Linked DNA regions of Triticum aestivum: region 1 is linked to region 2. A link is a contact called in public Hi-C data. All regions are on one chromosome and are shown on one strand. The core of a region is the stretch at or near the end of the contact, and the rest is flanking DNA. Distances in the headings are between cores, read along the strand shown.

Region 1 (5,928 bases), core at 2,263-4,762, 48 kb before region 2:
ATTTTAACACCTAGCTCATTGTGATAGATATTATGTCATGGAAGACAGTATTAACCAAAACATGCTTCCTTCGTAGCTCTCTAAGATGTCAACAATGCCTATAGTTAGCAATTAAAATTGTATAGATTATTATTCAGTGTCTCATAATATGGTTTCTGGCTGGATTATAATAGGTGTAAGATAAAACCGTTGGGAGGTTTATTTGAAGCAATTATCAGAAACATACCAATATCAGAATTAGTAAAACTGCTTCCTTAGGAAAATTAGATAGATTAAAATGACAAGAAGCTCACTGTTCCATATCAGCACTGCATTGGGCTGTCTCAAGCTTTTTGTAGCTCTTACATGGTAATGAATTAACCACAGCCTCTGGAGCTTGAGCAGAGGCCATGGAAAGTGAAAGTGATGAGGGTTGCCGGTGAATCTCATCCAATACCTGGAAAAAATTTGTGCACATAAGCATACTAAGTAACTAGGAAAGAAATCTCACACAAAAACAGCAAAGGATCAGTGAAATTGAAGTAATCATCCTTTAAACATTCCACTCCTAGTTCAGTCAATGGGTGCAAATTAACGTTAATTACAATTTACATCCCTCTATAAAGTGAACTATCAAACTTCCCATTTCTAATTTTCTGGTGGTGCTTTGGCCCCATAAATTAATTAACCATCATACAGACATAGCCACAAAACAATCCCTGGAATACTGACTTCGTTCTGCAACTTACGCGGCCAATTTTATTTTGTTGTTGTCTGGTGATTTACTAATTCAAGCAGGTTGACGCGACCTTTAGGCAAAAGAGGAAATAGTTGAAGTTCCCGTCTAATGCAGTGACTTCAAATTTCAATATGAATCTGAGTAAAATTATCAAGTTGCTGTACTGAAGTCTGTAACTGGAGTAACAGCTGCACATGGCAATCACATACATTTTCCAAAATTCAGAAGTAAAGCAGCAGAGCAGTATTGTCAAAATTCTTCGTACTATATATATAACATATATGCAGTTGTGTCTCTTAGTTCTTCTAAACACAACTAGAATGATGATGACAATCCAATGAATCAAACCTGAGGAACACAAATTCAACATACTGAATGCTAAATAGTTCTCAACACTTGAAATAAACATATTTAAAAAATGAAGGAAAAGAGCAAACCTCAAATAATGCCTCCGTTAACATGACAATTCTTGATATACTTGCGCGAGCACTAGATTCTTCAGCGACCAAGAATGCATCACAGGTGCATCTGCCAATTTGGTGGATCCCCAAAGGACAAGCAGCAGTACTTTGTCCGTTCCCACTATCAAAAATAGCACGACGGTGCTCCCTAATCTGTAACAAAACAATAGCACCATCTTCAGGACACATTGTGCATGGGATCAAGCAGCAAATGATGAAGGAGTAGAAAACAATAATATCTAGCATAAGCATAAAAGAAGTGCAGAAATGAAACAGCATATGCAGCACATAAAGTAGGTTCAGTTCACGGAATTCTGAATATGCTGAAAGCAAATAGAGACAAAAATATATGATGATTAAAGGTACATGTTTTTGTTCAGAATCTTCAGATAATGGTGCAAACCAACATCAACAATTAACTTAATCTGGACATGGTGACACCAATAACATTTCCTAAATATGGAATCGCAACATATGAAAGAGTAGGCATAGCTGTCATAGGCCAGAGCAATTACCCGAGATCTTGAATACTGGTTTACTCTGATTGAACCATGGCGTCTACGATGAAAGTATCGTGCCTCCTCAACCTCATCACCAAAAAGATCATCACCAAGGTCTAGCCATCTACTGTAAAATCCCAGATCATCAGTGTCTGAATCTAGATAACCTCTAGAACCACGTCTTGAAAATGAATCCCATAGGACTCTTCTATGATTTCTTCTTGTTTCACCATTGCTGGAATCTCGGGGGTGTTCTGGGCCATCATTTGAGAAAATGCTAACCATGTCTTCATGCACTGTACTGCCACCAATCTGACCATGAGACACACTGAATATGGTTGGAACATCTTCTCTGCTAGCAGTTGCATCTGGAATTGATTCACCAACGATGGATGATGCGCTTGAAGTAGCAGGCAACACAGATGTCAAGCTGGATTGAGAAACATCTGATCTTTCACTTGACAAAACATCTCTGGATGAAGTCCTGCGGAGAGCTGTCTCGCCGTCTTCCAAGCCAGGCATGATCCTTTCAGATGTCATCAGCGAGGAGTGGAAATCAGACTGGGACAAGGAGCCACTAACTTCTGTAATGAAAACTGCGTCAATATGGACATTATCAGGTGCAGGTTCTACAAGCTCTTGTGCCATAGGACTAACCCCTTCCCCAGATGTTCTCTCATCATTGCCAGCTTCATTACTGAGATTTCCCCTAATCACGGCATCCTTTCCTGATGAACTCGCCAGACCACTCGTTTCAGCATCTTTAATTCGCAGGGCATGCTCCTTGTTCTCGTGACAGTCCAGGTGGTTGAACCGGAGGCGGTGACTTATGGTGCTTGAAGACGGATGCACTCTTGGGTCTGGCTCGCTGGTGTGGCGAAGATCCTTAGCAGACAGGGAAGGCTGGAAATCTAGCCCAGCCGCTGCTCGCTCTGCTTGCCGAGTTGCTGCCTGCACAATACACCTTCCTGACATCAGTCAACAACATAGATAACAAAACAGAAGGAAAACAGAGCAACCTTATCCACTGAAAGCATGAAACCCCACTGGCACTTCAACATACAGAAATGTTGCAATTTCACAGATTTAGCTCAGCTTGTCACTCAAGAGACCCGATACTATTAGTGTGGAATGACAGATTCTGCGAGCTCTCCACTCATGTCCATTATGAGGGTTGAAAATATAGCTAAGGCTAGTAAATCCAGAGGCAGGTAATCATGTTTGCATGGCACGGATGTGTAAGGAAGGGACATAAATGTTCATTCAGCTAGTCAACCCTCGTCCATAGCCCATACTACTACTCATCATGATTGAGCAAGCAGCGGTACGAAGGAAATGGTGATTAAAAGCTCCGGACGCAAGTCCATGGCTTCTCCTAACCAAAGCTACGCCGCCAGAATCACCATCCCCAATCCCACGACCCAGGAACAGTAACCACCGACAAATCCCTCGACACCAGGCGACCGAACCTTGTTCCCCGTCCCCGGTACCTCAAGCCAAGCGACGGCGCGGCGCTAGAAGGCCAGGAGCGACTACCTGGAGGGCGCGCGAGGAGGAGGCGGCCGCGGCGGCGGCGGCGGCGAGGCCCCCGCCGTCGCGCGCGGAGGATCCGGCCCCGAAGCACCCGCCGAGGCCGATCCGCGGCCGGCGACGCGGCGGCGGCGACGAAGACGACGGGCCGGCGGCGCAGCTGCTGCTCGCGGCGCCCATCTCGCTCGACTTTCCGGATGGATGGATGGGTCTGTGGGTTCCTCCGCTCTCCGATTTGGGGGAGAGAGTGGGGAGGGGAGGGGGAGGGGAGAGCAGGGCTGGGAAGTGCCGTGGGTGCGGGGCGCTGTCCCTTTTACATCTGCGCGCTTTATAGATTGCTTTCGCTTCGGAATTCGTTTATTTATTTTTGCGGGCGATGGTTGCCGGCCGGACAGGTTTTTATCCCGACCTTGAACCATTGACTTTGGGTACGAGTCAAGAACATAAAAATGGTGCTTGTTGAGTCCACACAAACTGTGGATGTCGACGGGGAAAAAGGAAATGCGGGCTGCGGTGGTTAAATGCGTGTAAACATATTTTTTAAAAAAAATTAACACAGTACAGACTCAAGCACTCATATAAACGCGCATACACTCATCCCCTACTCCTATGAGCACCTCCGAGAGACTGAGCCAGCATATCATCTTGAGACTTTACAAAGTCACGTAAGCGCTTCGTAGTTGACGAGAACGTCTCCTCCCACTGAACGCGCATCGCCGGAAATTCTAAAATAAATTCAGAATAAATGCTGGCACCAGGACTTAAACCCTAATGCGTTAGGGATACCACTATCCTCCTAACCATCCAACAATAGATTGATTCACAACATAATTTTAATTTTGATCAAAGATACAGTAGATGGTATTACAAATTGACACATGAGCGTGTACATCTCGGCAAGTCAAACGGGAGCGTGTGAGTCCAACTTTTTTTAGGGGACGTGTGAGTCCAACAGACACTGTCTGACTGTCTCAAAAAAACAGACATCTTAGGACGTGTGTGAAACTATCTTAATACAGTAGTGTATCGATATGGCCAATCACGCCTCATAGAACAATTCATCCTCCTTCGTCAGAGTACATTGTCATCATGTTTGCTCCAGAATAAACAACAATAATGTCAAAATGCAGCAATGGCATTTGTCCGAACACTTGTCGCGAGTGGTGTCTGCCATGTACGACATCGGCAGGGGGCGAAGCATGTCTGGGCTACGGTCTGTTTCGAGGTGGAATGATGGCACAGTCCAAGGCGGGTGTGTCACAGTGCGGCATCGGTCTCTGAAGGTGCGGATACGGAGCACAAGTGGAGAGATAGAGTGAGGGAGAAAGGGCTCTGGGTGTGGTATTTTGGTGGGCGGGGCACGTCGGAATCTGACGTGGCGGAGGTCCGGACGCCTGCAAACCTCCCCTAGATTTGGTTCCCATTTGTGGATTTCATACGCCCGAGTTGGTCCAAAAAATTTGTTGACTGTCATTGGATGGCAAAATGTATAGTTCAACTGTCTGATCTTGATACTTAGGGGCGATTTGGTGATCCGCATTCGATTTACCTCACCTTTATTTGTGTGATCGACCAGTTTCATTCAAACTATGTTCATATCAAAGCAAGATAAAATGACTAAATGTGTAAATTCTCGTGTATATAAAATGACATTTCGTAGAATACTAGTAAGTTTGCATGTGCAACGCACACCTCCGTTGTCAACAAATGGTTACGAAAATACTCCATCTGTATCAAAGACGTTTTTAAGGCTAGTTTAGCCCGCAAATCGTCTTATATTTTGGTACATAGGTAGTAGTTGTCTAATATTTACATAGTTTTTCATCTTACATGTTCAATTACCAATAATAATGTTCATGTGGAGGAAAAACTACACGGCATGGACAAATGAAGGAGATGCAAATAAATTTAAAGGTTAGCAAATTTATGTGAGCACTTATTAGCTTTTTCTGTAGTCATATTATAAGCCCCCTTAGTTTTTGCCAAGCTTGATGAATGTATTCCTAGGTAATTTGTATTATAAGTCTCGAGGAAGAGACAAATATCCAAATCAAAACTTCCAATAGTCAAATTAGTTTGGTTAGACATGCCAGTCCCCACTTTGCATGTCCAAATTAAGTCCAGATCAAAAATATATTGTTAAGCAACATAGAGGATGTCTACGAAAAAGGAAATGACTAAATATAATAAAAATATGTACTATGGTAATATATGATACACCAATGCTTCTCTATTTCTCAATTATTATCATAAAGAAAAATCAATAAAAAGACATCAAACTAAAATGGCATCTAAAATAGACTCACGGAACCATCACGATATTTGAGCAGGTCATACTCTTGTTAGTTCGACAACTAATCTGAATATGGTAACTTACTATAGAGCATGCGTACAAAATTCTAATCTTCATTGTCAACAAAAACATTAATTTTCATATAGGCGAAACCTCCCAAACAACAAGATATTAATCGCATGTCATTATCTGACTGAACCCGTTATACAAAGAAAGGAAAATGGATGAATGCTTTGGAGCTGATTTGTTGCTCAGTACTCGACAATGGTTGTACTAAATATTTATTCCAAACAAAAGGTTGGAAAAAAGAAAAGCCGATGTAATTCATGTTACCCGCAAAACTCCATGTTTCCATGTCATAGTTTTCATGTGTATGATCATGAACTTACCTAAATAAACCAATCAAGAGGAAGAGTGTCATCCAAT
Region 2 (5,897 bases), core at 2,550-5,049:
GGGGAGTAGCAACCCCTGTTGTTGTATCCCCGTCAGGCTGGATCGCTGGCACTAGCGAGGACTTAGCCTCCAGTGCCAGGCGTTCCGCGTGTTGAGCAGCCGTCGCTGCCAGCGCTACCTGTGCCATCTCCTTTGCACGGATCAACGAGACGAGCTCGGTCACCCCACCCTCGCCCATCGGTTCCACCCCACTCTCTCCCAGTACCTCGACCATATGATCATCCGAAAAGGAGTCTAAAATCGTAAAGCGAGGCAAGGGATTACCTGAGGTTTCCAGGTTCTTCTGAGCTCGCAGAAGTTGGGCGCGCTGGAGCGAAGGCAGGTTGCCTTTGGCACCCTTGGCACGCGCGCTGACCCGCACGGGAGGCATCTTCCCCTCCACCACTGCCTTGGAGCGCTTGGCCTTCGGGATGGGTGCCGATTGGGACATCTCCTGCACGAGCGGAGTGGGAACAGGCACCACCAGGGCCATCACCGCCTGGCGCGGCATCGCCGGAGCCCCCAAGATCTCCGCAGCACTGCCTGCCTCCGCACACACCTTGCGCACCGCCACCTTCTTGAGCTGCTTCACCGCGCCGAGCTTGCAGCTGCTGCGACCGCTGTGTGATGGAGAGAGCGAGGGGGGAGGCAGAGAGTCCGCCGACACCGCGATGGGGGTGCGCTCCTCACCCACCGGCTCCTCCAACTGCGAAGGGGCCACCACCGCCTCCATCCGCACCGGAGGAGACGTGACTGATCCCAGGTTGGAGCCGTATTAGTTCGGGATGGAGAGTTCCATCTGCGACGACCCTCCGGCCAGGGATTGCTCCATCCTGGGCTGCAGCGCACGAGCCGTTGCTCCGCCTTGCTCGGTGATACCCAGCTTTCCCACGCCGCCGTATCGATGGAGTCGTCCTCCATGCTTGCATCGAGCTCCTTGTCATCATCTTGGTCTCCGCCGCGCCCCGTCCCGTCTGGGCCCTTGCCAGGAGGGGGAGGGGAGGGGAGGGCGGGCGCCGCAAGTTGCGCCGGGGGAGCTCGGGCTCGACGGAGATGTTGAAGCCGTCGTTGTTGAACCAGATCTGGACCATCCCACAAAGCTTGCGAGGGTTGCGGCAGGCAAAGCGCATGCGGACCGGCCCGGGGCGGATCAGGGACTCCTCATCCACCTGCAGGGGGTGGCCGAGCATGGTGGTGGCCGTCATGAGCCGGTCGGAGCGCCGCTGCTTCGGAGGGATGCCACCCAGCTTGACCCACACCTCCGGCATCTCCAGACCTTTGGGCGCGTCGAGGACCGCATCACGAATATCCACCATGAGGTTATTGAGGGACATGAAAAGCTTGCCGCTCCTTGTAGCCATCCGGAGCATCGCTGGATCGGGAAACACCACTGAGAATGCGCCACCATCCAGGGGAGCAATCTGCCAGTCCCAAGCACCCTCAAAAAGGTGCTGCAGCTCCACCTCCAAGATCTCCCTCGAGAGCGCACCGGAAGGCATGGAGAGCACAGCCGTGTTGGCCCCCAGCAGGATCTGTGGCTCCTCCCATGCATCCTCCGGATACTGGAGGCAAAAGAATCCCTCACCGGAGATGGCGTGCCCCATAGTTTGCAGGAGCAGAGGCTTGCCGCGGGTTGGGCACTGAGCCGAGGTGTGCCCCTCCTTGTTGCACACCACACATAGCGGCTGGAAGGTGCACATGTTCTGGAAGTGGCCGGAGCGGCCGCACTTGAAGCACTCCGGGCCGTCGGCGCCCTCGACAGGGATCGGCGCCTCCACCGTGCCTTTAGAGGAGCCAGGCAACTCGGATCTGGGCGGGAGGGGAGGCTTGGAAGCCGCCCCCCCCCCCCCCCCCGCAGGCTTGAGCTTCGGCTTCTTCGCTTGCAGATCTCCGGCGCGGTCGCCGTCCTGAGAGGCCAGCTGCCCCTTGAGCTCGAGCCCCTTCTTCTTGTACTCTTCCTTTTTCTTCTTCTTTCTCTCCTGCTCCTTGAGCCACCAAGCGGGCGGCGGCCCCCACCCACCCTCGTCGTCGGCACGGCCGCGGTGGCTCTATGGGCGGCTTCTCCCCCCGGCGGTCAGACTTGGACCCCATCGACACCACCTCCACGAACGAGCGCAACAGAGGCGGGGGGGGGGGGATGGAGTGGGGAAGAGGAAGCGAGCGGAGTGGCCGAAACACCGCACCTCTGAATCGGTGGCTGGAAAACCTAGTGAGGGATCTAGGGTTCCACGGGGAAGCCAAAGCCATTTATATGGCCGCGCGGCGCAGGCAGGTGTGGGCTAGGCTACCACCTGTGGCCCGGGCTGGGCCTCGAGATGGCCCCCCTGCCTCACTGAAACAACACATGGCTGGGCCGACACACTTGCCTGCCCTGCGATTGGGCCGCCTGGCGCCCCGGGAGCCCAGCCTAGCACCGCCCCTCGCGTGTCGCCCCCAACCCTAGGACGACCGACGCCCTGATCCGCCGGCGCCGCCGCCGCCGTAGGCACCGCCCGCTCCAAGCGGAGCTGGCCCGGAGCTGGCCGCAGACACAGACCCGCGTCGGCGGAGCCCATGCTGCCCCTCCCCTCACGACCAGGAGACGCGTGCGGCCCCCGGCCCGCGGCGAGCGCAAGCCGCCTTGCGCCACGGCCTCCGGGTGCAAAAGCACGCCGGCGCCCCGCCTTGAAGGAGCCCCCAAGCTCCTCCGCGCGCGCAACAAAGTCGCCGATGGAGCACGCCGAACGACCGCCCACCGTTGACCCCGCCGCAGCGCCCACCTCCTCCTCCTCCTCTTCACAGTCGGAATCCACATCGGCCAACGCCCAAAAACGGCTCCCCGACCAACCAACCGCGCCCGAGGCGGGGCCGGCCGTCCGCCTGGCCGCCTCCGTGGCCGTCGCCGACCCACCTCCCTCCGAGGCCAGAGCGCCAGCGCCGGAAGCAAGGCCAGGCACGGGAGCGCCGCCCCCATCGCCAGAGCCGCCCGCAGGGCAGTCCGTACATTGGACATTGGTAAGAAGAGATGGCTGCTTTTCTATTTTCTTTTATCAAACTATTGATGATTGACTTTGTGCATCTTAGTTACGCAGAGGCCGTGTGTTGCTCATCATGCTTGATATCAATTTTATGCTACATTCTAAGTACTCTAATAAAAATGCCCTCTATAAAAAAAGTACAATCGCATAGCTACAACCAAGACTAGCTAGGCTGGCACGATGCGCGTCGCATGATGCTCCACCAGCGGGGGGCCCTCGGCTTATGGTTACCGGTCAGTTTTGTGGCCAATCATGGGTTGATGATAGTGGGACGGTTCAGAGCTCATGCCGGCCGGGATGTATGCTATCCAGATCCATCGATTCGTTGCGGCCGTCTTTTCCAAACCACGTACACGCCGCTGTCTGCTCCGCGTAGCCGGAGCCATCAGGCCGTCGCCCTCGGAGACGGACCGGGGATGTCATTATCTAAAGACGCAGGAAACAGGATACGGTCTCCCAAGTCCCAAGATATACATCCCAACTAACTAACCAACTAGTATTATTTTTATTAAGTTATTTTTCGTCTCTGAAGTCCCTGACTAGCAGGTAGGAAAAGTATCATGCTTATGAAACACTTGAAGGTATCAAATCCAGGTGAGGAGTTTTCTTTCAAGAAAAGACAACAGTGCTCATAACCAAATTGACAGGATAACCAACAATACCTATCCCGTTGGCGGTTTAACGCTGGAATCCAAAAATGATTGCAATAAGGAAAAGAAAATTCTTCAAGGTTTGTGAGGGGTGCATGCATGTGCGCGAATGGTTCGGTACGCTTGACCCATCAGAGGTGCTGGGCCGTTGCGTGTCGAATGTCCGGTAGTGGCCGTCAACCTTGTGCAGACACCGACGTCCTGGCCGGTCTCTCGACAGTGTATATGCAGGCGAAATTCCAACACATTTCCTGTTGACACGAGAATAAAAGGACTAAAGGACAGGACATAATCATTGTCAAAATATATCCTCTACTTTTTCTTTAAGGTTTGGAGTATATAGGAGATATAACTGGTGTTTTTAAATTAGCTCTGCATGCGATTCCAATGCTGAAGCAGGGAGCGGCTGGCTTGATTGCATCCGTTTTTTTTTTTGAAAAATCAGGGGGGGGGGGGGGGGGGAGGGGAGCTCCCCACCTGAATATATTTCTCAAGTTTGTACTCCCATCGTCAAACTGATTACAAAGAGGAATTACATGAGCACGTGTAGTCGTGATAAGAGGTAGGAACGCCAGGAGGAGGCGGCCTGTTTGTGCAATGGTTTCTTCATCCGGTGTGTCTAGAGCATTAGGTCATCGACGATTCGCCTGAGAGTGATAATACTGTGATGATTTTTTTGCTTGAAGGTCATAGCGTTTCTGGAATCCCAAATCTCCATAGGATGATGAGGAGGACGGAGTGCCAAATGACCGCATCTACCTGAGTAGGTAGACAGTAGTCCCATAGTCCATCAATGCAACTGGAAGGAGAGAGGCCGATCCTTTGCTAAATACGTTGTGCAAGTGGACATTCCAGGAATATGTGGGCGCTGGTTTCACCATCATGTCCGCAACGCAGACATAGAGAGTCGGTGACGATATGCTTGCGCAGAAGGTTGATTTTTGAGTTGAGTCGATCTCGAAACATGAGCCATGCAAAGATCTTCACGCGATTTGGAACGCATGAAGACCAGATGGCAACGACATGTACGTCGTTATCATCGTCGTTGGAGCCCATGGTCAGCGTGTATGCCGCCCTCGTGGAGAAGCGCAGGCCACCATTGAGGTAGCGCTCATCCGGTCTTGTCGTCAACCGAAAATCCTGCAGGAGAGACAACAAAGAGCACAACTCGGTAGCAGCATCAAATGTTAGGCGGTTCCGTAGGTTTGTTTCCAAACCGTGATTCAAGACAACAGCCACACGAGCTAGTGGGATAGTGGTGTGTGAATATAGGCAGGGGAATAAAGTAGCAAGTGGCTGGCTGTGTAACCAAGTATCTAGCCAGAAGTAGGTTTAGTGCCTGAATTTGCAAGTACAAATGAGATGGCATGAAGTGTTGGCAGCTGTTGATTTATTGTTCTGCAAATGAAGGATTGGCTATTTTGTGGAGCAATGAGGGAATTTGGGTGTTGCAAAGCGATCCAGTATGGCCACGGTGTTTGGTCTGGTAAGAGAGCTTTTACAGCAAATTTCATAAGTAAGCATTTGTTCTGCTTGTGAAGATTTTTTAGCCCTAGACCACCACAATTCTTTGGTTTACACACATTTTTCCAGGCAACTAAGCATTGAGCACCAGTGCATGTTTTTTCCGCAGCCCCAAAAAAGCTCATCGAATAGAGTCTAGGGTTTTAAGAACACTTTTGGGGATGGGGAAGACTGACATGAAGTAGACTAGAAGGGAGTCGAGGACCGCCGATAATAGGATGAGCCTATCCCCTTTGGAAAGGATTTTTGCACGCCAACCTGTTAAGAATTTATGGTAGCGTTCGATGATCGGTAAGAAGGCATTTGTAGGCAGTCGCGTAGGTGTTAGGGGGAGGCCTAGGTAGATCTGCGGAAATGTTGAGGTTGGGCATTGCAAGGTGGAGGCAATGGAGTCTGCCATGGAAGAGATGACGTGCATGGGTACGTAAGTCGTTTTTGTGAAGTTGATAGTAAGGCCAGTGGCCATGGCAAAATCGTGAAGGATGTTTTTTAACTGCTAAGGAGCGCCACTAGATGCCTTGGCGATGATGAGGGTGTCGTCAGCGTATTGTAAAACAGTGGGCGGGAGATGCGCGAACAGGGGGTGACTGAGATGAGCTAGGTCGCAGTCTTGTTGAATCATTTGTTGTAGGAGATCAGCAACGATGATGAAGAGGTAGGGCGATATAGGGTCACCCTGCCTGAGGCCATTTTTGCAATTTATCCAGCTTCCGGGGATCCCATTCAG

The links. Hi-C and Micro-C count contacts between places; a contact is called where the count stands out from the background.
Region 1: a contact with region 2 is called in a Hi-C map of leaf, with 2.2 times the contacts expected there. The contact joins the promoter of LOC123139186 here to the enhancer-like site in region 2. A contact is called at or near these places in 2 of 5 Hi-C or Micro-C datasets (both in leaf).

What each region holds. Positions count from the first base shown.
Region 1 is chr6B:680,059,159-680,065,086 of IWGSC CS RefSeq v2.1, reverse strand. It overlaps LOC123139186, which reads right to left and starts at 3,512. Exons shown (of 6, transcript XR_006469482.1): 1 at 3,216-3,512; 2 at 1,695-2,630; 3 at 1,156-1,332; 4 at 346-436.
Region 2 is chr6B:680,011,848-680,017,744 of IWGSC CS RefSeq v2.1, reverse strand. No RefSeq gene overlaps it. Among protein-coding and RNA genes, the nearest start is that of LOC123139186, 47 kb to the left of the region's middle. Within about 2 kb of position 3,799, at least 2 of the 8 cell types and tissues checked have an H3K27ac peak or open chromatin away from gene starts, as enhancers often do. A contact at or near this core is called in leaf, where this site is marked.